Regions from separate parts of the Mus musculus genome. Here all the other regions are linked to region 1. A link is a contact called in public ChIA-PET and HiChIP or PLAC-seq data. All regions are on one chromosome and are shown on one strand. Each heading gives the region's core, a stretch centred on a gene start, on an enhancer-like site or on the middle of the called end of the contact. The rest is flanking DNA. Distances are from core to core; before and after follow the strand shown. Region 1 overlaps Armc2 (armadillo repeat containing 2). Region 2 overlaps Foxo3 (forkhead box O3). Region 3 overlaps Cep57l1 (centrosomal protein 57-like 1). Region 4 overlaps Foxo3 (forkhead box O3).

Region 1 (6,256 bases), core at 2,348-4,847:
TGTGAGCTAGCTCTGGAGGCTGCAAAGAAATGCAGAGAAGGAAAAGGCATTGAGAGAGGGACTTGGAACAGGGCACATGCAAAAGCCTTTCCTGTGCATCACTAAAATGAACACAGAATCCAGTCTCGCTTTGCCCCCAGGCCCAAGAAACCACCCCAAGTGAAACTAGGATGAGTTATTTCAAAGAGCCAGAACTTATAGGCGGGGTTGGAGGGCTTCATAGAGCAGAGAGCTTTGAAAAGGCTGCTGGCCATGGGAAACCAGCAAACTGCTTTGAGTTGTTTCTTTACTTAAAAACTTCTCTCTGTAACATACAATAGACAGCTATACACACACACACACACACACGTGTGTGTGTGTGTGTGTGTGTATACATACATATGTGTGTATATACATATGTAGTATATATATATATGTGTGTGTGTGTGTGTGTGTGTATACATATATTCACACACATACCTATATATACAGACACATATATAAAGATTAAAAGCTAAAAATCCTTAATAAAAATCTTAGCCCTTTTAGGATAGACACGATATGGAGCAAGTAGAGCAAGACCAGTGCTTTCCCAAGAGGTAGAGGAAAATGTCTTGGTTTCCCCACCCCAACTCTATTATTGATATGCAGGGTGACTTTTATCTGTTGAGCTTAGGACATTTCCAGGCCCCAGTTTCCTCATCAGCAAAGAAGAGAACATTTGCTTTTAGGACTGTGAAATTTAGGTGTCAGGATAGAGGCAAAGCTCTGCTCGAGGGCCACACACCTAGCTAGCAATGGTAAGGATTTTGTGAACCTCTTTTCCCTGACCAAGCAAATAGGTAATGGCTGATGTGTGTTGCCATGGTGCCACCAAGACCAGATGCTGCACACACTCTAGGTGGTGATGCTGCCATTGACCACACCCAAGAGGCAGAACAGAGGCAATCTGCGTCCTTTCTTCCTCTCCCTGCCCCCACATCAAGGTCTCACTCTGTCCTAGAACCCACCATGTAGCCCAAGCTAGCCCTGAACCCAGAGTGATTCTCCTGTCTCAGCCTCCCAGGACTACAGGCTCCTGTTTCATTGTGCTTCTGAAGATGGAGAGAGTGGAGTCCAGGCAGAATCTAGGGCTATTAAATTATCCACCGCTCTTATCATTCAGTTCCACTGCAAACCAATATGAAAGGCAACACTGTAGAAAACAGATTGTATAGGGAAGATGGCAAATCATGATTCTACTTTACTCAGACATATCTCAAGAGTTGGAGGGGGCAGTGCTACTTGCAGGCCTTCTTCAGACTTCCTCCTCTAACGTCTGCCTCCTGAGCCCCTTGCCTGGTACCACAAAAACGTATATGAAATATTGAAAAATCATAGGAGCAATGAAGAGATTCTACACACACAATCATCTTTAAATTCACTTATGTTTTTCACAACTTTTGATTTATTCATTGTGTCTTCTTGGCAATTGCGCATACACATACCCCCGCACAGATATACACACATACAAATAATTAAAAATAAGTCTTTTAAAAATCCAGTGAACTCTTCTCCCTTGTCTGTATAAGCTGAAGAGAAGTCAGTGTATAACGCACAATAGCATGTGTTTAAAAAATCTATTTGAACTCAGCGGTGTCTGAAATTAATCTCCAAGCCTCCAAATACGAACCTTTCCCCACACAGGGCCGATAACTCCTGAGAGAATCAGGGAAGCTGTACAATTATCACCTTCCTCCCAATGCTCAGGACCCACCGCTGCTTTTCAGGAATGTCTACTGGCTATTGCGAGTCTAAGCTTGCCTTTTATCAAACCTTCTTACTGCCAATGGAGGCCTGGCAGGCTGAACCTGGGGACACTCAGGAGCACCAAATGCAAACAGGGAAGTCTCAACAACTAAACTGTGTTTAAATGGTAAGGATACAATGTAGGCAAAACAGCAAGACCGGCTAATCTGTGCAGACCTATCAGCAAGACTTCATCATAAAACAAAATTGAATTGTCTTTAGCACAGAATTAGTCTTGAGTGCAGGCCCAGAGTTCCTTTTCCAAACTTTTGGGCCAGGTGTGGTGCAGGCTTCAGAAATGCCTGGATCTCAGAATGAAAGCAGTGTTCACAACAGGGACTTCGGAGCACCACCCTCCAGCGTAACACGTGAACGCTCACACTAGAGGGGCCAACACTACAGCTCTGGTCGGATCTGCCATTGCCACTAGAGCTATTTCAACGTTTGGGATGTTGAGGTTTTCAGAATGGCAGACAAAAGACTGTAGACCATCATCTCTGCTTTTTGGATTTTTGAGTGTGCTTGAACTGGATAAAACATGCACATGGGGCTGGAGAGATGGCTCAGCGGTTAAGAGCCCTGACTGCTCTTCCAGAGGTCCTGAGTTCAGTTCCCAGCAACCACATGGTGGCTCACAAGCATCTGCTATGGGATCCGATGCCCTCTTCTGGTGTGTCTGAAGAGAGCAACCATGTACTCACATTAAACAAACAAAACAAACAAGCATGTAATTCTAAAAGTAAATACAAATAGCCACGCAGTATAAGAAGACCGCCGCTCATAGTCCTAGGTAATTAATCCACTTAGAGGCCAAAGGATATGAACAGACTCAGTATTGAAGAAGGCAAACAAAAAGCCAGAAGTTGTTAAGTCAACAACAGTCAATTTCCTTGACATATATAGGAAACACTTAAATTTGCTAGAAAGCAGGTTGGGGAGATGGCTCGGTGGGTAAGGCACCTGCTGCTGCAAGCTTCAGGACCCAGGCTTGGATCCCCAGCACATATAAAAGAAGCCAGGCATGGTGCTGTAACCCCAGAGCAGAGGAGCAGAAACAGGCAGATCCTGCGAGCTCACTGACCAGCTCAGTGTGGCCAGAATGTGGCTCCATGTCCAACGAGAGACCATCTCAAAAAATATGGTAAAGGGTTCGAGAAAAAGACTCTGACATTGAGCTGTGGCATCATCTATTGGAGTAGGAACCTGCTCTAACACATCAAAACCCCAAATTACTAGAAATTCAGGCTTTAAATCCATGTGGTCTTAAAAAAAAAACAAAAAACCAAAACGAAACCCCTACACAGTGTGCTTTTCAATGTAAAGCTGAGCGATCAACTAGTTCCCCAGGAAGAGTGAAATCAGTCAACATGCTCCCCCCAGGAAGAAATGATTATCAAGATGAGTCAGAAATCACCCAAGTTTAGTTACCTCCAGACCCTTCTGAGACTTCTCAGACTCATTTTGAGAAGTTAGCTAAACACTGTGGTATAAGAATTTCTTCTCGGTCGTCTCCCAGGAATCCCCACTAATGTGGTTGTGTCTTGCTATGGCCTTGCTTCTGTATCCCCATGTGGTCCTCACTGCCCCCATCACCTCCATTCCATACCCTATCCCCAGTGAATTCTAGAAACTGAAGCATGTCTACAAACACACAGTGTGGCCCAGTCTTGGGGAACAACTTCAAATTTTAAAAAGGACTTTCATCTAGGTTCACTGCTTGCTAAATATAAAAATAATGATTCAACAGGAAAATTGGGTAAGTCAGGCAAGAAATACTGCCTGTTTTTGAAGATTCTGCTGTCTCCGTGGTTATAGCTGTTAACCACAGCTTTCAGCTTTGGACCCAACAGCTTGATACATTGTTAGCATTGGCTGGTGTTTTTAGCATGCAAACGTAAACCCCTTAGCAACAATGTTGTCTAGGGAATTGGAAGGCTTAGATTCTCCTGAGTTCTAGATACATTGCAGGTGACCACTAACTGTCTCCTTACTGGTGAGGGGCTAGTTTGAAGATAACATCTTTTACACGGTGCTAGATTGATATCATTTATCATCATTTTTTATTTTTGTTGAGACAAGGTCTTACTGTAGCTCAGAATGGCCTGCAATTCATAACCCTGTCTCTGTTTCCAAAATGTTCAGATTATAGATGTGTACTCATAGAGCCCGACATAAACTTTTGTGTGAAATGAAAAAAAAAAACTATGAAGAATATAACAGACACTGTCCTACCCTGAATAGTTTGGTTCAATGCTAATAATGTGCTACGTTTGTATCTTTTTATTTTAAAGACAACAACAACAACAAAAACCTTGAAGGCTTAAAACCTTCTTATGCCTGCCTTATCTAGATCCTTCCCCATGGGGGGGGGGGTCACCAGCCTTTGAAATGGGGGTGACAGCATGTTTGTTTTTCTAGGTGTGACACAGAGCTCCCTAACTCTTGTTTCCACAACTTAAGGTTTCACCTGCTGCTTGTGTTGTACAGTCAATGTTACAATGTTACAGTGTTACAATGTTACAGTGTTACAATGTTACAGTGGTATAGTGTAACAAATGTTCCCTGGCTCATTTTTCTCACTGCCTGACTTTGCACCATTTCTAACCATTGGTCTGTATTATTTCATATTTCCTCAGGCAGAATAAAGTCCCTAAAGGGCTTTCATAATATAGTTTCATTTAATGTAACAGACAGCTGTCCTACCCTGACTAGTTTGGTCCAATGTTAACAATGTGCCACATTTGTATCTTTTTCTTTATTTTAAAGACAAAAACAAAAAACAAAAAATCTTGAAGAATTAAAACCTTCTTCATTTAAGTGGGCAATGCTTTTGAACTTAAGTTTAGATTTACACTGATATTAAATCTGCACACAAACCCTCCAGATACCTTCAAGCTATAATTTCTGTGAGTTTCTGTCTACATTGAAGGCAGCAGACCTGGATACTGGTTTAAGACGGCAGTGAAAAATGAAAACTTAGAAAACAAATGGTTTCTGAGCAAGTTGGATCCAGTTCCTGAAGTTGTCGAACAGAGTTACTAAGGGCTCGGTGTGGCACTCTAGACTCTCCTTGACTTCCACCTAACATTTGTCTTTGAAAAACAAGTCACACTGTTTAACAGCACAAAGATCTTGAGAATGAAGGATGCTGAAGGCGGAGAGGCACACTCACCTGCTCTGGATGCTGAAGGCGGAGAGGCACACTCACCTGCTCTGGATGCTGAAGGAGGAGAGGCACTCTCACCTGCTCTGGATGCTGAAGGAGGAGAGGCACTCTCATCTGCTATGATGCTGAGGGCAGAGAGGCACACTCACCTGCCCTGGTTTCCTTCCTGCTCAGGTCTGAGCTGCTAGGGCACGAGGAGGCCCTGGCACGCCGTTTCCCAGGGTCCCTAGGAGGAAGAGCAATGGATGAGACACAGAAGTATTTTCATTTTTATAAACTGCAATTTGTTCATGTCAGGCTTGGAAGAAACTACAGAGACTAGTTTAAGAGATGGGTTTGGTGCCCATTTGTCTGCTGTCACCTGCCTTTGCCTCCTAAGATTTATCTGTGAGAACACAAGTCTGCTGGCTTAACAGTATGAAATATAACACTGGAAAGAACCAAAAATAAAAAATAAATTTAAAAATCCAAAATTGACTGGGGGGTGAGGTAGTAGTGGTAGTGGTGGTTGTTGTTAATGATATGGACCACAAGAGGCCGCTGTTACAACAAGAAACAGAGGAAGAAAACCAGCCAAGGGAAAGCCAGCTTGCTCTGTCCAAGGTCACATGAGCAGGGTCAGCTCTGGAATGCGGAGCTCGGGATTTTTCAACCCACTGTTCTTTCCACTGCACCACAGCACGTCCCATTCCCACTTTAAAACTCAAGTCAATTAATAGTCTCTAAAAATACTCTTAGAAATATTTTAAATGTTAAAAATAAAAAAGTAGACAGTGTATTTGGGCAGTCCTCAGATGAGAAGCGTACGAGTAGCCTGGCTAGCTATGGAGGCACTTGACTCTGCTGCCTGGCTTCCCCACTTACAGCTGACCTGAAGGTATTGCCTTTTAAAGATCTGTATAAATTCCCAAGGTCACTCAGGCTAAAATGGCAAGTCTGACACAATTTCTTTTTGATAATTCCACACACTGATTTTAATAATATTAACAACAATAATCTAAATAATAATAAATATATAAGTTATTATCATTTTGTTTTTGTTTTTGTTTTGTTTTTCAGACAGGGTTTCTATGTGTGGCCCTGCCTGTCCTGGAACTCACTCTGGAGGCCAGGCTGGCAGCAGACTCACAGAGATCCTCCTGCCTCTTCTCCTGAGTGCTTGCCCTTGGTCTTTACTCCACCACCACCCCCCTGCCCCAGATTTAGCCTCTTCACATAACTTTTAGTATTTTTTTTCCCTGTCAACATGTTTTTGGTTTTGTTTTTAAAGTCCAGATGTTTCTCTTTGTCATAAAATAGGGAAACTTGGTAGGACCAATTAAA
Region 2 (6,256 bases), core at 2,037-4,536, 240 kb after region 1:
GCCATAGACTTTATATATCTAGAGGTGAAAGCCTGTTCCAAAAGTCAAAAAGCTAATGCCATATGACAGCCACTGGGAGTTCCTGCTTCCCTCCCCAGGAGGGGTGGGAAGAGACATACTACACGTGAAAGGAGCAGGATTTGGAGAAGCAGGGCCCGACACAGCCTTCAGGTCAGGCTTCCTGTATAGATTATATTCAGGTGGGAGCTGAGGTCATCCAGATACCACTGATGTGTGAGGCCAGGGTTCCTGATGGTCTATGGAACTGAACATACCTAATGCATCAGCCAGGCTGTAGTGCCCTTTTCTGCTGGCTGTGTTGGTCTGCTCAGCAGGAACTCCAGGGTAACTACAGGAAGAGAGGATTGCCGTCTTCTCTCTATGAAGAGTCTGAACCCCTAATCTAAAAACAACTAATCACCCTTTAAAAAGCCACGCACTGGCTGTTGGATCCTCTTGTTTCTTGTCTACATGACACACAATAACAAACAGAGTTAAAGAGACAGGACACTCCAGCAGGATGCTTCCTGGGCCCTCTGCTGCCCTCCAGCTAAGTGCTGGGGTCTGCAGCTCCCGAATAAGAATTCTAAAACACAGGAGCCTTAAGTAGCTTTTGACTGTCCCTAGCTCAGATTTGTCATTTCAGATGGAGGACACTGGGAATTCTGACTATCAAAGTGGCCCGGACAGCTCCATGGTCCTACCTGTGCCCCAATAGGTATTCCTCTCTATACCACTAATTTTCAAACTTTATATTCATCACTAGAAACGTTTTCTCAGTCTTCAGTAAGACTTAAAACACAGAGCAAAGAAAGTGGAAAGGTTTTGGGTCAATAAAATAGGAACAGAAGGTCCAGGGTATCCCAAATGCCAGTCTTCTATCACAGGTCCCTCCAAGAGCCTGTGGGGTTTCTCAGAAGGACCACATCTGAATTACCCACCCATCCCACATTCCTCTCCACTCCTGCCTTACATATCTACAGATGCCATGTGCATGTGTGCCAAGCATGACAGAAGCATGTGCAGCCCGACATAGCCAAGAACGTGGAAAAACAGGTAAAATGTACTCATATGCCACTTCTTAATGACGTGTGTATGTGTAGATGCGTACACATGTGCACATGGCAGTCAGAGGATGGCAGCCTTGCGTGTCATCCGTAGGCACGCGATCTATTTCTTTTTGAAGTCAGAGTCTATTATTGACCTGGAGTGCACACACCAATTAGGCTAGACTGGCTGGCCAGAGAGCTCCAGCGACCTGCCTGTCTCCACTTCCCCAACCCTGGGTTTCAGCCACACATCACCACACCCAGCATTTATGTGGGTGGGATCCTGAGACCCGGGAGACAGCTCCCCAACTTAACCATTTTACCATTTTGTCTCTTCACTGTGTTAACCTCATACATTTCAAATATAATCTGTCCTGTGTCACTGCTTTTACCCTGAACATATCTTTGCTTAGAAAATAAAATTGTACCATACTCATAAAAATGTCAGAACGCTATTTCTGATAACTTCTGAACTACACAACAAATTTTTAACATTATAATCAATTGGAGTGAGGAGAAAACGAAGACAATATTAGGCCTAGGGGAAGATGAATGATTGGGGTGCGTATAAGCACGACAGCAGGAACAAACCCTCAGGTAGAGTCAAAATCTCAATTCTATACACGACATCAGGAGTTTTGATTACGTGTGATAACCTACACAAGTTGTGATTTTTGTGTGTACATGCATAATAATGTTGAGAGGCCAGTCCCACATTTGATTATTAACTAGCTTTGCTCACCTCCTATTCTGGGGAAGAGAATCAAGGGCTAGATTTAGGGTTTTTTGTTTGTTTTTGTGGCTCTTCTTCTTCCAGTCTCATCATACAGCCCCGGCAGGCCTAGAACTCATTCTGCTCTCCAGCTTAGCCTTGGACCTACAGGCCCACACCTCTGCCTCCTACATGCTGGAATCACAAGCTTGTACCATCAGCCAGGACCAGCCCTGTGCTCGCTCCAGACTCAGTTTTCCTCTTGTGTCCTGCACTGCTCACCCAGAGGAACCTCGAGAATCTATGCTTCATGTCCCCAGGGCACGCATCACACCTAAAAGAGAGGCTGAGTGGTTAAGAGCAAGCCCTGGCTGCTCTAGCAGAGGACCTGTGCTCAGTTCCCAGAAGCCATGTGGTGGCTCACAACTATCTGTAAGTCCACTTCCAGGGGATCTAATGCCTTCTAAGGCCTTCTTCTGGCCTGTGGGGAACACCAGACACGCTCATGATACAGGCACAACATGCATGCAGACAACACTCACACACGTTAAATACATTTAAAAACAGGCAACAGAACATAAGCTGTTATGCATGTAATGTGGTACAACAATAAATACTTCCGCTGGGGGAAACCTCAGAGCCTATGCGACACTCAGAACCCCGACTCTGCTCATTCTCAGCATGTGACTCACACTCAGTGGTTCAACTCCAAATGTCCAGGACACTGAAGAGTTACCAGGGTGCCTAGGCTCTGTAAGTTCTCAAACTCTTTCAGGGAGTACAAGGCTGGGAACAGGGGCAGTGTGAAATGTGAGGCTCAATGGGGGTGGGGGAGGGGCTTCCCGTCTGAGCAGATTCAGCTTCCTGGGTTTCATCAAGGAACGGTATCATCATCAGGTCGTACTCTTACTCTAGCCCTCCTCCTGAAACTTTCCAGAGATGTCCATACATGTCTAACCAAGGAGGCCACCTCCCAACATGCAGTGATAAAAAGGCTGGGCTGGGTTAGTCCACTTCTTTCTCAGAATGCAACGTATCACACACCTCATGTCCAGTTGGAAGCACCCCCACTGAGCAGCTCATGCCGCCTGTAACCCTAGCTCCAAGGGGATATGTCGCCTGAGGCTTCCATAGGTACCTGCACTCACTTATACGTACTATCTACATGCGAAATCTACAGGTAACGTCTACATGTATGTGTACATGGGCACATACTCACATGTAGATACACACATACACATAACTAAAAAATAAGTAAAAAATTTCCAATAAAGTCAAATAAAGACACAAGGTCTTAGGGGGCTTAATGTACTCTCTATCCCCTGACCCCAGGCCGTCCCAACACGGGGAGGGGCTATGATCAGAGAGCAATATTGAGCCTATGGGGCAAGCATGCTGTGTGTGTGTCCCCACCCAAACTTCTCCTCTTTAAAGCTTCTCTGGAAAGGTGTAGTGAAAGGACAGCCGAGCCTAGCTCATGTCTGCATTCCCCCGCTCGCTTGATCACTTGACAGGATGAAGCTCGCTTGATCGTGTGCAGTGGGTGGTGCTTGATGCACCCAACACCTGCAAGTGCATTAAGTCACACAGAGAATGAGACATGGCACAGGGAATGTATTCCTTGTCAGAAACCAGGGGACGGAAGAAGGTGCCCATCACACTGTAGAGGCAGCCTACACACACCCACCCACACCATGTACACACACACCACACACACTCACACCCACCCACACACACCACATACACACACACCACCCCCACTCACACCCACCCACCCCCACCCACACCCACCCACCCCCACACAGACACACACACCCACACACACACACACACACACACACACACACACACACACACACACCAGAGCTGGCTGTTTCTCTAAAGAGAAGCCAAAATGGAAAGGAAGCAAAGCCTGGGCCTTAACCTCAACCACCCTGGGGACAGTTCAGGAAATGAGCAGACAGGTCCTGCCCTTTCGAGGTCCTCCCTCCGCACAGCTCCTCCTGTGCGTCTCGGGGGCTTTGGCTGGCATGAGGTCACCACTTCCTTACCCCTCAGCTCAGTCTTATCTCTGGAATCCTGAGTCACCTGGGGCAATATCCTCTTATCACCTGGAAGAACAGCCTTTCCAGCACCCATCCATCCTTATAACCTCACTGTGCCTGTACATGGACTTGCAGTGTAAGTTGCTACTGTTTCATTTTCTCCATGTCTTATTCTACACTATTAACTAACGTTATTGAGGAAGAAACTCAAACACAGGGGTGACATTATTTCCTAAGGTCAAATAAGCAGAGCAATGTGAGCAACCTAGCAGTAGAGCCTACTCCAGTGGTATGTAACGAAGTCACAGGCTTCTGTCCTAGTAGTCAAAACTCCTGTGTGATTAAAAACGTGAGTGGCCCAGTCAGAGGGAAGGGTCTGCAGTCTGCTCTGAGCAGCTGGTCCCCAGATCTAGGAGATTCAACTTTCCTTTTAAGAGGTTGCAACCAAACTGACTCCTGTATAGTAAGAAAAGCAAAAAAATAGCACAAAGGTATAGACAAAGGCCATTCATTAGGTAATCTCCCCCTCACCAGCCATTTAAAACTGGAAACTGAGAACCGATCATGTTCTTAATGTCTGAAAGAAGAAAACGCAGCACGTGACTGTCCTCCACATGAGAGTGCGGCACCCGGCATCAAAGAGTGCATTGTGCTACACACACACAACGGGGGCAGACTTGTAATGACGCAAGTATGTGACCTTCAGGCAGCAAACACACTGTCTGCTACCCTAATACGTTCTAGCTTTTACTGTAGAAACAGTTTTCTCAGCATCTCCTAGGCTCTACAGACCTTAAATACTATCTTGTCTACAGTAAACATACAATCTTTTTTTTTTAAAGTCAGCTAATCGGACAAATTCCTCCTCTCCCCCTATGTCTTGCACTTGAATCAGTTTCTTACAAAGCTGGGCTCAGGATCATTCACTGTGATTACCTCTGTTTCCTTAACCATGGCAACCCGCACTGTAACTGCTCACTATCCCTCCACTCGGTGTACGTGGGCACAGAGCACACAGCACGTATTAACCTGGACCCCACTGAACATCGTGCTCAGCGGGTGATGCATTTATGACAGGACTCTCCTCCTATGTTTAAGTCCCCAGCTAATGATGCTACCACGCTAACATCCCATGTCAGAGGTGTTCCCAGCTGACGGCCACTTTAAAGTTCCAGCGTCCGTCCTGGTGAAATGGAGAACCCCTGTCCAAGCCAAGGTTACTCCAAAAGAAAGGTGCTGGGTGTCCCGCCCCCAGGAGCTCCTGCCTCCCTGGACACTCTATCAGAAGGCTCAGTCGGGGGCAACAGGGTCAGTGGGCGAGAATGGCTAGCCTCGCTCAGACATGGGAAGCTACAGAGCTCTGAGGGCCCGTTCTAACTGGGTTAAGAGAGGATTTTTCACAGACTGTGATAAAACGCCGTGCAGGAAAGCAGGAGCACGTTAATCTGGGAAAGGCCATTTCTGAGACTTTTTCAGACTGCTAACCTCCCTCCTCAGGCTTCACAGGCAACCGCTGGCTCTGGAGAGTTAACTTGTGAGTCACTGTCCCTGTAGTTACTGTCCCTCTGTCAGGCTGCCCATCAGGATTTACTTCCAAAAAAGCAACTCCAGGCAGCTAAGACTAGAGTTGACTCCTCTCTGTCGTGCCGGGAGCCCAGCACCAGCGCTTCAAGCTCAGTGCCCAGGAATACGTTACTTCTATTTATTTAATAAGGAGGTTTTTCCTGTTGTTGTGACACAATGGGGCACACACACACTGTACTTAAAAAGGCTGGACCTCAATGCAATCGAGCTCCCAGGATTCATTTCCAGTTTCAGGAAATTCAGGTGAGAGAGAAACATAATCCCCACAAGAAAACAGATCCATCCAGAATGTGGGGCACTTGCTCTGCACACAACTCACCTGGTTTCTCAAACTCCTCAAGGGTGTGGCCAAGAGGGAAGGAGGGTGCAGCTGGGAACTGTTCTTCACTAGGAGAGAGATAGCTTCTGCGCCAAAAATGGCCTTTCCTAAGCCTTTTTCTTTAAACCATTATGATTAACAAACAAACAAACAAACAAACAAACTTTAGAGTATTTCTTGGCCAGGTGTAGTGGTGCGTGCCTTTAATCCCAGCATTTGGGAGGCAGATAAAAGGTTGGCCTCTGTGAGTTCGAGGCCAGCATGGTTGAGTGACTTGCAGGACAGCCAGAACAACATAGAGAGGCTCTATCTTGAAAGCACAAAACAAAAAATTATATTATCTCTTGAGGCTGGGTGTCACTATCTAGTTCTGGATGACCTAGAACTTACTATGTACAAAGACCAGGCTGGTCTCAAACTCAGAGAGATCCACTGGCCTCTGCCCCGAGTGCTGGATTAAAGGCACGTGCCACCATCCCTGGCCCAAATTTGACTTAAAAAAATTATACATTAGGTATTACATTATACCCATTAAAAAAGTAACTAC
Region 3 (6,256 bases), core at 1,044-3,543, 230 kb before region 1:
GAGTAATCAACAGGTTTCTTCTTAGTATCTTAGAATTTGATTTTATAAGACACAATTTGTGCTTACAGGGCTATAGAGATGGCTCAGCAGTTAAGAGCACTGACTGCTTTTTCAGAGACCTGGGTTCAGGTCCCGGAATCCACATGACAGGGAACTGTAACCACAGCTCCAGGGCTCTGACTCCCTCGTCTGGCCTCTGAGGATACCAGGTACACACATGGTGTACAGACATACACACAGGCAAACCCATACACATAAAAGTAAAATTGTATACAATACATATAGCTAAAGGAACACTGTAGTACACTGGCACACACCTTTACTGTATTGGTATTCATGGATTTTAAACTTTACATAAATGGACTTATACATTTTTCACTTAAACAACTTGGCATTTATGGCATTTGTTTCCATTGTTGCCTTGTCTGCTCTGGGGACTCTGTATCAGGCCCCTCTTGCTCCAACATAACATGAGCATAACGTTAACATAACGTACCTGAAGGACAGCCTCAGCTCCAGAACCCAGGGGGACCTGTGAAATCTTTCCTGACACTTCACTCCACTCTGAAATTCACATTTCCTGCTTGCTTGCTTGCTTCCCTCCCTCCCTCCCTCCCTTCTGTGGTGGCTGGTCCCAAGAATACTCTGAACACTGCACCTCCATGACGGGGCCGGCTTCCTGTCACTCCAAGCCCAGCCACCGTGCCTCCTCACCATTCCTTGCTGCATCTACATTCCTCCTTCATAAAGTCTGCATCTTAAAGTCCAGATTAGTTAGCATTAGGGCAAATTTTATTAATTTTTGCATCATAATATCTCTCTTACATTCTTTTAAAAGTTAATTGTGCAGGAGCTGGAGAGATGGCTCAGCTTTTAAGAGCACTTGCTGTACTGCAAAAGATCTGAGTTCTGTTCCCAGCACTTAAACATCAGATGGCTCCCAACCCCCTGGAACTCTAAGTCCATGGGATCAGCTATGTTCTTCTGGCCTCTATGGCCTCCACCTACATTCCTGTACATACACACATACATACAAATGGAAAATAATGTAAGTCTTGAGCAGTCTTAAGAAGAAAGGTAACGCTGCTGTCTGGTTCTGGGTTGGAAGCACTATGATGCTCTCTCTATCTTCCACCTTCCCAGCATGGCTGGCTGGCTGTCTCTCTGGGGACTATTGTAGCTTTGCAGTAACTGTCATGGTGTGTTTAGGTGTGACTCTCTTTTTCCATAGCCCTATTTGGGATTTATTTATCTTCTAAAACCTTCCTACATCAGTGTGAGAAATGTCCCAGCTGTCACTGATTTTGACTATTGCTTCTCTGTGGGATGGTAAAACCATGACAAGAAGCTTGGTAAGGTAGAGTGGGTCTGAGACCCAGAGACCTGGTGGACATATACCTGAGATTTAGGCAACTCCACCGCTCCCTGCCAGATTCCAGGCCTGGAATACAAGTCGCACTCGACACATAAGGAAGCTTGATCTGTGGTCATGTAGGCACAGAACAGAGTTCTCCATGCTAATGAAGTACCTACAGGCCCTGAGGGTTTAGCCAATAAGCTTCCCTTTCCAGACATTCTATCTCCCAGCAAAAGGTATTTAATCTCGGGTCCACCCGAGAAGTTGGCATGGTACGGTATGTATCCATTTTCCACGATGAGCAGTCGTCAATAAACAGCTTAGAACAGTGGACTGTCTCTTTCATCAAGATCTGCCGTGGGGAGCCATGAAGAAGGCATTTGACTACCGCGCTTAATTCTCCTGTAGAAGGCTTCTCTGCGCTTCAAGCCACAACCACCACAAAGCTAAGGACAATCACTGCTGAGTTAAACCAGAGCTCCCCTTGGTCCCCACCCCAGACTAGATGCTGTCCTCAGCCCGCAGGCCCCTGACTCTGTTCCCAACTCCTCGAGACTCAGTGACACCCAGATGCCCATGAGTTTGGGTGCCCCCAGTCCCAGCCCCATTGAGGCCCTGTGGACCCCCAATACTTTGTTCCTGATTTCCGGGGGCCCAGAAGTCAGCTTCGGCCTTCTCATACCTCAGCCTGCACTTCCACTCTGGGAGTGGCGTCTCTGCTTCCTTGAAGCCCAGCACCTGCCTCAGCGTCTGAGTCAGCTCTGTGGGAAGCGCAGCCAAACTCCCTGCAGAGGCAGGCGGAACAGGACGGTTTTTCTCTAATCTCACTGGACATGACTTCACTTTCTTAGAGGTTGCTGAGTTTGAGTCTCAGTCACTCACTCTCCAGCAAGCCAAGAATGCTCTAACTTTTAGGAGGTAATCACTGGGGGCGGGCTTTGAGAGGAGCGCCTAGCCACACTTCCTGTTCTACTTCCTGTTCCTAACTGCTGGGTGGGCCTCAAGCTCCAGCCGCCTTGCCCCCCCGACCTTGGTGGGCTCTGTCCTCTGGAATGGTAAACAGAAGCAAAGCCGTCATTCTAAAAGTAGCTTGCTAGCAGCATATTCTTACAGAAAAGTCTCTCGACAAACTTACTTTTCTTTGATAATTTGAGAACTCAATCTCTGTCATGTGTGGGGTCTGCTACCTGTTTGCAGTGGCTGGTTAATTTATGGTCAGCGATTTCGTTTTTGTGAGTGGGTCTTGCTCAAAGCACCCAGATCATGAACTTAAGAGCCTCCCTCCTCAGCCTCCGGAGAGCAGGGATTACAGGTGTGATCACAGTGCATCTTGGAATTTCCATTTCATATGTCTTCATTTTTTGCATTACAGCCAGGCCTTGCACATCCCTAACTGGTACTCCACCAGTGAGCCTTATTGTAGAATTCTTGGTTTTCAATTAATTTCATAGAACTGAGGAATTCTTTGAAGTTCATGTTTAAATCATTCTGGGAATGTCGCTCAATGGTGGAGTGCTTCCTACCATGTGAAAGCCCTTGCTCTGACTTCCTACGTCACACACAAAAAAGACTCTTCTGCAAAGGTGATTTATGCTCATTCCCGATAGGTCTCTGCAATACCCAAACCCCATTAAAACAAACTTTTAGGTGGAGACCTTGGGGGTGGGGGTGGGAGGCTGGGCACAAATTCAGACACAGCAAGGGCTGTGATGGGAAGTTCTCAGGACAGGTCTATATTGGGGATTGGTTCCAATGCTTTGAAATAACCTGGTCCTCAAATTGGGAATCTGCATGTCCAAATGCTGAAGGTCCTTGTCCCCGATTGGTTTTTGATCGATTAATAAAGATACCAGCGGCCAATGGCTGGGCAAAGGGATATGGGGCAAGACCCTTAGATTTGCATGGGCTAGGGCGAGAGGTGGGGGAGGGAGGAGAAGGAAGACTTGGGGGAGAAGGATGGGACATAAGAGCTGCAGGAGAGAAAGCCAACAAGCCATGTAAGAATGCAGGAAAGTGGCCAATTCGGGGATTAGGGTGACAGGCGGAAGTTTAGGAGTCTCAGGAATACTGCAGGAGGTCATTTGCTATTAAGGGAAGGTTTAGGAGTGCCCAGCCTTTGAGCTAGTCACACATGTCAAAAATTAGATGGTGTATGTGTGTGTGTGTGTACGCGCCTGCATGCATTCGACCCACTGGGAGCCAAGTGGTGCAACCCTTTACAGCTACAGGTGTACTCATTGTAAAGCCAGGGATAAACATGGGAGTGCATGCGGGTCTGAAGTTGGTCTCAAGAGCTGGTTATTTTCATAAACCATCCATGCAATGTTTGACACTTTAGGCATCCTTTCTGTATACTGTCAGGTTTGAACTTCTGACTCAGCCAAGAATAAGGCTTCTCTTTGCCATGCAAGCAGCTTCCTCTTAAAGCCCACGATCTGAGCCTCGAAGGACCAGAAGACACCTTCAGCAGCAGACAGGGCTCACCTGCCCTGTGCAGATGCACTTTCTTATTATCTGGACAGTCATATTGTTCTCTTACTTTGGTGCCAATTCAGTCATGCTATTAAAAAAATATTCTACAAGTTTTTATACAGTATTTTCCCATATTTTTGCCAGAGAAATTTCTATCTAATTTGTATATTGCTTGAGAAAATTGTTTTAAAATCCTTTAAAGATACCAGCTGTTCCAGACAAATCCTCTTTGGTCGCACGCTGGGGATATTTACAGGTCAAAGCTTTTCTGCCTCCTTCCTGCTCTAATTCCACACTTACTGCACATTATAAAATGTGCTCTCCTTCTACCTCAATTAAATAAATGCTATGATTGACCATTCACTAAACAGCTCATTCCCAGGAAAACAGATTATACTGTAAACAACCCATAGACTAAGAAGTGTCAGAACATTAATTATATACGGAAGTGTAACTGCAAGTTTAAAAAGTATGCAGTGGCTGGGTGTTGGTTGCGCACGCCTTTAATCCCAGCACTTGGGAGGCAGAGGCAGGCGGATTTCTGAGTTCAAGGCCAGCCTGATCTACAGAGTGAGTTCTAGGATAGCCAGAGCTACACAGAGAAACCCTGTCTCGGAAAACAAAAAAAAGTATGCAGTGACTTTATAGAACTACGCATCATGTCCATTAAATTCCAGAAACTCAGATGCAACCCTTCAATGACTTTTACATAAAAGGTGTTATAGGATCAGATTATCTTACATTTACTATATTTATATGCAAATATATTTAATGATCTTATGACATTGAAAATCATCATTAACTTTAAAACTAGCATTTGTACATTTGAAAGAAAAAAAAGTCCCCATCATAGGAAGATGGATCCTGGCAAGAAACATCAGTAGGTAATAAATTCAGAGCAAACTTTTGACTAGGTGGGATCTTTTGCATGGTCCTATAATGAAGTCACATTGGTTGCTAATAATATGCAGGAAAAGTTATACAGAAAAATTAACTAAGGCTGTTCAGATGATCATCATCACCTGTGAGAAGCATCACCACTCGCGGCTGATGGGAAGTCCTGAGAAGCACACAACCGCACCGAGCTGGCCAGGGATGCAGAGCAGAGGCATTACAAAGGCCTCAAATGGCAGTCTTTCAGCTTTTAAAAGGGAGGAGGTGAGTGGTAACTGTCAGTGTCATAAAGGACAGTTATGCGTCCAGACATGCATTCAGAAGAACTGAGAGCAGCCCCTCAAGAGGGCCCAAGTATACTTCTCACTCTAACACTAGTCTAGACCAAAGCATGAAGAGTAGGAGTATGATGTAGCCTGGGCAACAAAGGAACACATGTCTAAAACAAAGAAAAGACAACAGATAGTAACATTTACTAACCTAAAAATCTCAAAGGCATCAGATTCTGGTGTGTGCTAAAATAATGGCTCGGGGATATTGTGTTAAGTGAAGCAACCCAGACACAAAAGGCAACACCTTATTGGTGCATTTGTATGAGGCATCTAATACACAGTTCAACCCAAAGAACAAAGCACAATGGTGGCCCCCCAGAAAGGAGTAAGAGATAGGCGTCTACTTTCAGTTTTTCCGAAAGAAATGTCAAAGAACATCAAAGAAATTAGTAAGCTACAAAAAGAAATATCAAATATGGGTCTGTTCCACCAAATACAATAAAACTTGTATTTAAGACAAAGAACTAAAATCCTTATCTCCAAGGTGGTGGTGGATCTTTATTCCCAAAACTGGATAGGCAGAGGTAGGAGGATGTCCGAGTTCAAGACCAGCCTGATCTATAGAATGAGTTTCAGGTCAGCCAGGGCTACACACAAGAAAACACTGTACTGAAAAACCAAAATAAGTGAATGAATGAATGAATGAATAAATAAATTTTTATGTCTCCCACCTTGTAAGACTTTGTACAGATGTTTCATCCCTGGCCCCCACTGCTCCATTCTAGGAATCTGAAGGCCTGGAACCATCCTTCATTTCCTCACACCAGTCTTTTTGGGACTAGCTAGGTAGAATAAGAACGTGATGTCAGGTCCTAGCCAATGGGAAAAGCTCAGCCAAATGCATTTTCTGCCTTGGCATGCGTTGGCTCTTCTGGAACACACCATCCTCTTGACCAGAAGTCAACTTTGCCTGGTCCAGACACCTCAGCTGGAATGGCGGTCTCTCTCTCTCTCTGTGACCTGTACTCACTTCTAACTAGCATACAGCAACTAAGAAGTAACTTGCTCAAGGTCATTTAGCTACTAGATGGCAACGCAGGCAGCCTACATGTGAGAAAAGACACTCAGTGGTTAAGAGTGCTTGCTGCTCTTGTAGAGGATCCAGGTTCAGTCCCAGCACCCATCTAACATGGCTGATAACCATCCATAACTCTAGTTCCTGAGGACTGCCATCCTCTTCTGACCCTCAAGAGTACCAGAT
Region 4 (6,256 bases), core at 1,009-3,508, 210 kb after region 1:
CTGGTCTTTTAAAAGAAACACTTTTGCCAAGTGTGGTGACACATGCCTTTAATCCCAGTACTAGGGGACAGTGGAAGGCAGATCATGTGAGTTCAAGGATAGCCTGGTCTACACTGCATGTTTTAGGCCACCTACATAGTGAGATCCTGTCTCAAACACAAACACCACCAGCAAAACCCAAATCAACCAACCAAAAGGAACTACTTTCTGAGAGGATGTGGTGGTTGTAGGAGTTAATCACCCTCAACTATTGTACCCCAAAGTTTAATTGGCAAAGACCTGCGGGATCCTCCACTCTCTCCACCACTCTCTCCTGGGGGTCACCTTGGGGACGCTCCGCCCAGCCTACTCTCCTCCTATCCAGGTGAGCCACCGCACAGCCCTTCACTCTGCCTTCCCCAGATGTTCTCCACCTGTGCCTTACATCTGGCACAAACATCAAGTGCCCAGGATGCCTACCCACACTCTGAGATCCCAACACTGAATTCCTTGAAAGCGGGACAGTCTTCACAACGGTGAGTGCCGGGAACACTCGCTACTTCAGGAGCATCGCCTTAGGCACAGAGTTTGCTCTCGAGAGCACAAATCCTTGTGACTGAAAGACAGTGTTCCCAAAGAGAGCTTAAAGTAAAAACACAACACAAAACAAAACAGGTTCGCATGAAGCCTTAGCTAAGTGAAGGAGCCAGGCTCTTTGAGTGGCCGGCCCCTACTTTCCTCCCTGCTCACTGCAATCCCCAGATGCTGCAGGTTCTAGGACCTCCGGCACCCAGCAGAGCCTTCTGCTTGCGGAGCACAAGTGCAGACTGATAATGCTTCCAGGAAGAAAACTCCTGTTTCTTGTAAGATGAAACTGAGTAAAAGGCGCATATAAACATTCAACAGACTCTCACCCATGGAATCAGTCTTCCTGTGTTTCTGTACAGCCCACCATATAAAGCCCTCAAATCCCACCATTAAAGGTCTTGCTACTCAGTCTCATGCTGCTGTCACAGGAAGAGATCCACCATCTACAGAAGAGAACTGGAGCCTTGAAGAAATGTTCACAGACCTAAGCCATGACCTGAATAGTTCCTATTTACCTTGCCCGGGTGTGACCCTGGGGTGAGGTGGGGTGAATTATGACAGCATGCAGGGTGAGACACTCACGGCCTCCTGAAGGTGGGTGGAGTGGAGACACCACCTCACTGAGGGGCCGGGTCCCAGGCACAGAAGACGGTTCACCAAAGTCCTCTTTCCTATTTTAGATATATACGTTGGATCTTGAGAGACTAATTTTCCAACAGAACAAAAATCAGTTCTTCAGATTCCAGAGTTCAAACTACACATCCATCTCTAAAGTAGGATCAAGACATAGACAGGGTGAAACAGATGAGGGCCAAAGCCCAGCGAGGAGGGAAACCAGAGTGAGCAGGAAGGACGGACCGGATGCTGGGTCTCCTCAGGCGGAGAGCTTTGCCCACACTCTGCCTTCCCGTGGAGCCCACCTCTGTGCCCCCCTGCACTGCAGAGCAGCCTGAAGGGAACTCCACTGGCCACGGCACTCAGCGACAGCTAGCGTTCTACTTCCACCACCTAACAGGCCCATCAGCACATTTTTGACTATTTATGACTGTTGGTCTGCACGGCTTTCTGATCATTTCCAAACATACAAAAGATCAACGGATGCTCCAGTGAGCCTCTGGGCCATGTTCTTTACTAGAGGCCCCAAAGAGTGAGTTAGGATTTTGACTTCGAACCTAAGTGTAAGAGTGCCTCTGGCTGGGGGTCTCCTTGGCCATTAACTTCCCTAAGGAACCAAATCAAATACTCCAGAGATAAATATTTAGCTGGAAAAAAAAAAGAAAGAAAATGTATGGGCTAGAATCCTTTCACTAGGAAGAGGGTGAAAGAATGGGACAGGGGAGGGGGGAGGGGGAGGAGGCAAAGGGGGACACGGCAGGAGCACAGAAACCTTCAATCAAACAGAGACTGACAATTAGAGCCTGTTCTCTACAAACACTGGCATTACCCGGAGACATCATGACCAAAGACTCTTGCCCTTCAACAAATGAACACCATAGGCTTAAGAGGTCACTAAACAAACAGAAGATCTGGGGTTAGAGTGAGGGTCATGTCTCTTGCTGGGAGGGGAGGAGATAAAAGCAGACCAGACTCTTGTAGCCCAGCAGTTCCTCAGTCTACAGAGCAGTGCTTAGCACTGGGGCAACACCTCGAAGACAGCCTGACCTTTCAGATGTTCACCCAACTGAGGCTTGCCAGAGCCACAGCATGGTGACTGGATTTCCTGTCTTCGTGTTATGCAAAACAAGCGACCACCAGCCCTTAGAGGTCAGACCGTGGGTGCCTGTCAGGACGGAAGAGCCAGGTTTCTTTCCTACAACAGTGGAATAGCTCAGGTTGGCTCTGGCTTCCGAAACAATGGGAGGCAAGGCTTCTCCCACAGTGAAGCCCGACCGCAGCCCCCTTCAGAGATGCTTTCTTTCTTTTTTCTTTTGGTTTTTTGAAACAGAGTTTCTCTGTTATAGTCCTGGCTGTCCTGGAACTCACTTTGTAGTGAACTCAGAAATTCGCCTGCCTCTGCCTCCCAAGTGCTGGGATTAAATAAAGGCGTGTGCCACCACTGCCCAGCTTCAGAGATGCTAAAGGAACACTTTGGTAAGGCTCCAAACCTTACCAGCCCATGCGGCAGAATCTCTCTTTGACAGCCTCTCTAATGTGTACTCCCCAAATGGCAAGCAGGACTTTGAGTGCAAAGCCCCAGAAGGCATGAAAAGAAACCTAAACTAGAGTTGGTTGTCAAGGAAAGCAGCTGCCTTCTGCAAACAGTGTAAGGCTGACTGTGGTCTGCCATGAGATTACGGGATCATGGGAGAAAACATCGTGCCCCACACGTTCTTACAAAAGGGGGGCTCTGCAGGGGAGGTGTAAACGTTTGTCCCTCTGTGTAAGTAAGCCTGGAGAGACTCAGAGACAAATAGCAGGACACCATCCCACAGACCCATCTGCGAAGCTCAGTTTTTCCGCCACAGGGACCCTGTGCAACTCTGGGTGAGCTGCAGAGGTGTTTTCACCTGCAGGTCCCCTCAGAGTAGAGCCCAGAGACAATGTGCTGAGGTGGGTGCTCATCTGAGAAACTGGCCCTTGAAGACAGGCACGAACTAAAGGAGAGGTCTTGCTGGATAGTTAACAAGAAGCTGGCATCTGAGTTCAGCCTGACCTTTGACCTTTGGAGCTCCTGAAGTAGCAGGACCTTATTTTTATGCTCATAGTAAAAACAAGTGGAAAATGTGTAACAGTGAGATTGTAGGCAGGGATGACCAAGAAATTCCAGCATGCTAAGGCATGCTAAGTCATCCGGCATGGGTCTTGTCAAGCTTAAGAGGGCTCACTGAAAGCCCAGACTACAGCCACCAAGTCCCGTCTCCCGCTCCTGTACATGGAAAAGTCCACAAGCATGGGTGAAGGATGGGGCGCTACCCACCCAGGACGTGACGCTACCAACACACAGCTACACATCAGACTCCCAGATCTCCAGAGCCTGTCACAGAGGTTCTTCAGTAAAATGTCACCTGGCCAGGGCTGCTCCTTTTAGCCTCAATGGGGCCACATGACCTTGGGTCAGCACACTGCAAACCAGTCTGGAGAAATACCAAGGCAGCGGCAAACCAGAAGGATGGGGCTCTGGGGCTGGGGACACTCGTCAGGGAAGGTGAGGCTGAGAGTCTGCCTTTAATAAAGTGGAAACAAGCTAAGTTTATTAGTGCTAAGTTTAGCACTAATAAAATTGAAGGCTATTATATATTTAAATCTCCCTTAATAGATTTCCATATAACTTTGATAAACACAACACCAACACACACACACACACACACACACACACACACACACAGCATGCTGTTTAACCAGGAACATCCAACTGAAACAGACAAAAGCTGATAGGACATTTTCGCAGGTTTGGTGAACAGGGAAGTGGTCTCTACTTACAATGACAAATTCAACATTCTCATGTCAGAAACCACAACCACAGTCTTCCTCACTGGAGATAAACCTCAGAATGTACCTACATCTCTAAAGTCAATCGCCATGACCCAACAGGTCCGGGAGTAACCGGCTGGCAAGGTCATGCTACTCAGCTTTCACTATGGTCTTCTCCTGGCTCCAAGCTACTAAGGACTACAGCGAGGTCTGGGCGTCCACCAGGAGCCCTCTTGGGCCTGGGAACATTGAGATGCTTAGCCCAGGGATGCTCTGACACTCCCCTGGACAGCTACCAGGAGGGCTTCAGTGAGCTCAGGCGCTCGCTTGCTCTAGCAGACCCTTATGATGCCTGCACCAGGGAGGAGGGCTAACAAGGCTGGGTGGGGCTTAGGGCTCTGGGTTCCTTTTCTCTTTTGTGCAGCTTGAAGGAGGAGGTAAGCAGCTTGCTGAGATTGAAATTAAAAACAGAAGAAAATGGGAGCTGAGGGTGCAGAGCCTTTCAACCCCGGGTATGTGAAGCCACACTGAGACAAACCAGCTGGCATAAACAGCCAGCCTCCCCTCCCCAAGGCAGGAGAAGAGTTCAGGCTGGCTCAGTCCACAGTGCCTTTTAAAAAACCATTTACAGAAAATAGGAATCAAGCCACTTAAGACGTGTAGTCTCTGGGACAAACTGTGTGACCTGGGCAAAGTATTTAACCTCTGTGGTTCCCGGCTTGCTCATCTGTCAGTCAGTACACTCACTCAACTGCCCTTGGTACGTCCGACCTGGTGAAGTTTTACAAAACTCTTTCACACTCTTCTGTGCATCTGACTCTTACAGTAGCTCTATGGACTGGTAGGACCACTAATCCCACTGTATAAACAGAGAGAGAGAAAGAGAGACAGACAGACAGACAGACACTCAGGAGCTGACTGGACCTTCAGGGCCTCACTATGTAGCCTCGCCACCTGCAAGTGCTGGGACTATAGGTGTGTCCCAACTGCCCAAGTCCATTGCTTTTGACATCACAGCACCAGCTGGTTCTAAACTCTTCCCACAATCTCTCGTGTCCTTTCTGCAAAGGGTCTCTGCTATCAACGAGGTAGTGATCTAAGAACATGCCATTAACACTTTCCTAGCGCAAAACACTACTTTCCTAGGGGGTGAAGAACCATCACACAAGAGATTAAACCAGCGCTAGATGTGAGCCTTTTTAAGAAACTCCTCGGGCTGGTGTGTTTCCCTGTGACCTTTGACCTTCCTCCCCTTTCCTTCTCTTATCCACCCACACACAGAGGGTAGGAGAACCTGCCTCATAGTGACAACAGAGGACATAAAGAGTGAGCTTTTTGAATATTTGGGTGTTCTTTTTATTACTGACAGCTGTGAGCCCTGTCTTGTTTACAGGTAAAACTCTGATGAACCGGCTGGGAGTCCTGACTGCTGCATGCGCTGTCAGGATAGGAGTCACCCCCCCCATTCCCCCGCCCCCCCCCCGCCCCGCCCACCGGCGATGCTTTCCCATTGCATTGTGGCGCACTAACCTGCTTTGCCCATTTCCCCTTTCCTCAGTGATCCTTCAGCCTGGTACCCAGCTTTGAGATGAGGCCTGCTTAGCACCAGTGAAGTTCCCCACATTCAAACCAACAACGTTCTGTGTGGAGATGAGGGAGTCAAAGTTAAAATCCAACCCGTCAGCATCCATGAGTTCACTACGGATGATGGACTCCATGTCACATTCCAAGCTCCCATTGAACATGTCCAGGTCCAAGTCACTGGGGAACTTATCGTGGCCCATGACGGGAAGGTTTGCACTAGCTGAATACAGTGAGGAGCCTGAGAGAGAGTCCGAGAGGGTTTGCATAGACTGGCTGGCGGGAGACTGCTGCTGGTGTTTGGCTGAGCCAAGGCTGCTGGAGTCACTCAAGCCCATGTTGCTGACAGAATTTGACAAGGCACGGCTGCCACCAAGAGCGCCCTGGGTTTGGTGCTGGTGGTGGAGCAAGTTCTGATTGACCAAACTCCCCTGGGTAGGCTGGGCAGCAAAGGACATCATTGGATCGTTGCGAAGCATCACGTTCCGGCGGGCATTCTGGGCGGACACGGCGGTGCTAGCCTGAGACATCAAGGGGTCCGACTGGGTCATCATGACGTCGCTGTGGCTGAGTGAGTCTGAAGCAAGCAGGTCTTGGAGTGTCTGGTTGCCGTAGTGTGACACGGAAGAGAAGGTGGCTGGTCTGTTCTCCTGGATAGTCTGCATGGGTGACTGACGCAAGGAGTTCAGAGACGAAG

Evidence for each region. ChIA-PET counts read pairs in DNA pulled down with a chosen protein or histone mark. HiChIP or PLAC-seq counts read pairs in DNA pulled down with a chosen protein or histone mark.
Region 2: an RNA polymerase II ChIA-PET map of memory CD8 T cells shows a contact between it and region 1, with 30 read pairs. The contact joins two enhancer-like sites. A contact is called at or near these places in 2 of 484 Hi-C or Micro-C datasets (bone marrow-derived macrophages and nephron progenitors) and 7 of 115 datasets of contacts at active chromatin or transcription factors (bone marrow-derived macrophages, embryonic stem cells, fibro-adipogenic progenitors and 4 more).
Region 3: a contact with region 1 is called in an RNA polymerase II ChIA-PET map of effector CD8 T cells, with 7 read pairs. The contact joins two enhancer-like sites. A contact is called at or near these places in 1 of 484 Hi-C or Micro-C datasets (embryonic stem cells), 3 of 115 datasets of contacts at active chromatin or transcription factors (effector CD8 T cells, embryonic stem cells and memory CD8 T cells) and 2 of 9 other capture datasets (liver and pancreatic islet).
Region 4: a contact with region 1 is called in a BATF HiChIP or PLAC-seq map of CD8 T cells, with 9 read pairs. The contact joins two enhancer-like sites. A contact is called at or near these places in 1 of 39 promoter capture datasets (the C10 cell line), 15 of 484 Hi-C or Micro-C datasets (the HPC-5 cell line, cardiomyocytes, cerebral cortex and 7 more), 6 of 115 datasets of contacts at active chromatin or transcription factors (CD8 T cells, the HPC-7 cell line, cardiomyocytes and 3 more) and 1 of 9 other capture datasets (adipose tissue).

What each region holds. Positions count from the first base shown.
Region 1 is chr10:41,975,439-41,981,694 of GRCm38.p6, forward strand. It overlaps Armc2 (armadillo repeat containing 2), which reads right to left. Exons shown (of 18, transcript NM_001034858.3): 6 at 5,083-5,159; 7 at 1-19. Among named protein-coding and RNA genes, the nearest start is that of Gm33058, 20 kb to the left of the region's middle. Within about 2 kb of position 3,598, at least 78 of the 459 cell types and tissues checked have an H3K27ac peak or open chromatin away from gene starts, as enhancers often do. A contact at or near this core is called in CD8 T cells, effector CD8 T cells and memory CD8 T cells, where this site is marked.
Region 2 is chr10:42,216,890-42,223,145 of GRCm38.p6, forward strand. All of the region lies in intron 2 of Foxo3 (forkhead box O3), which reads right to left. Among named protein-coding and RNA genes, the nearest start is that of Gm38485, 55 kb to the right of the region's middle. Within about 2 kb of position 3,287, at least 103 of the 459 cell types and tissues checked have an H3K27ac peak or open chromatin away from gene starts, as enhancers often do. A contact at or near this core is called in memory CD8 T cells, where this site is marked.
Region 3 is chr10:41,749,973-41,756,228 of GRCm38.p6, forward strand. All of the region lies in intron 2 of Cep57l1 (centrosomal protein 57-like 1), which reads right to left. The region is part of intron 1 of BC048559 (cDNA sequence BC048559); the gene reads left to right. Among named protein-coding and RNA genes, the nearest start is that of BC048559, 6.4 kb to the left of the region's middle. Within about 2 kb of position 2,294, at least 76 of the 459 cell types and tissues checked have an H3K27ac peak or open chromatin away from gene starts, as enhancers often do. A contact at or near this core is called in effector CD8 T cells and memory CD8 T cells, where this site is marked.
Region 4 is chr10:42,190,958-42,197,213 of GRCm38.p6, forward strand. Foxo3 (forkhead box O3) reads right to left here. Exons shown (of 4, transcript NM_001376967.1): 3 at 5,509-6,256. The coding sequence ends at 5,544. Among named protein-coding and RNA genes, the nearest start is that of Gm38485, 81 kb to the right of the region's middle. Within about 2 kb of position 2,259, at least 52 of the 459 cell types and tissues checked have an H3K27ac peak or open chromatin away from gene starts, as enhancers often do. A contact at or near this core is called in CD8 T cells and effector CD8 T cells, where this site is marked.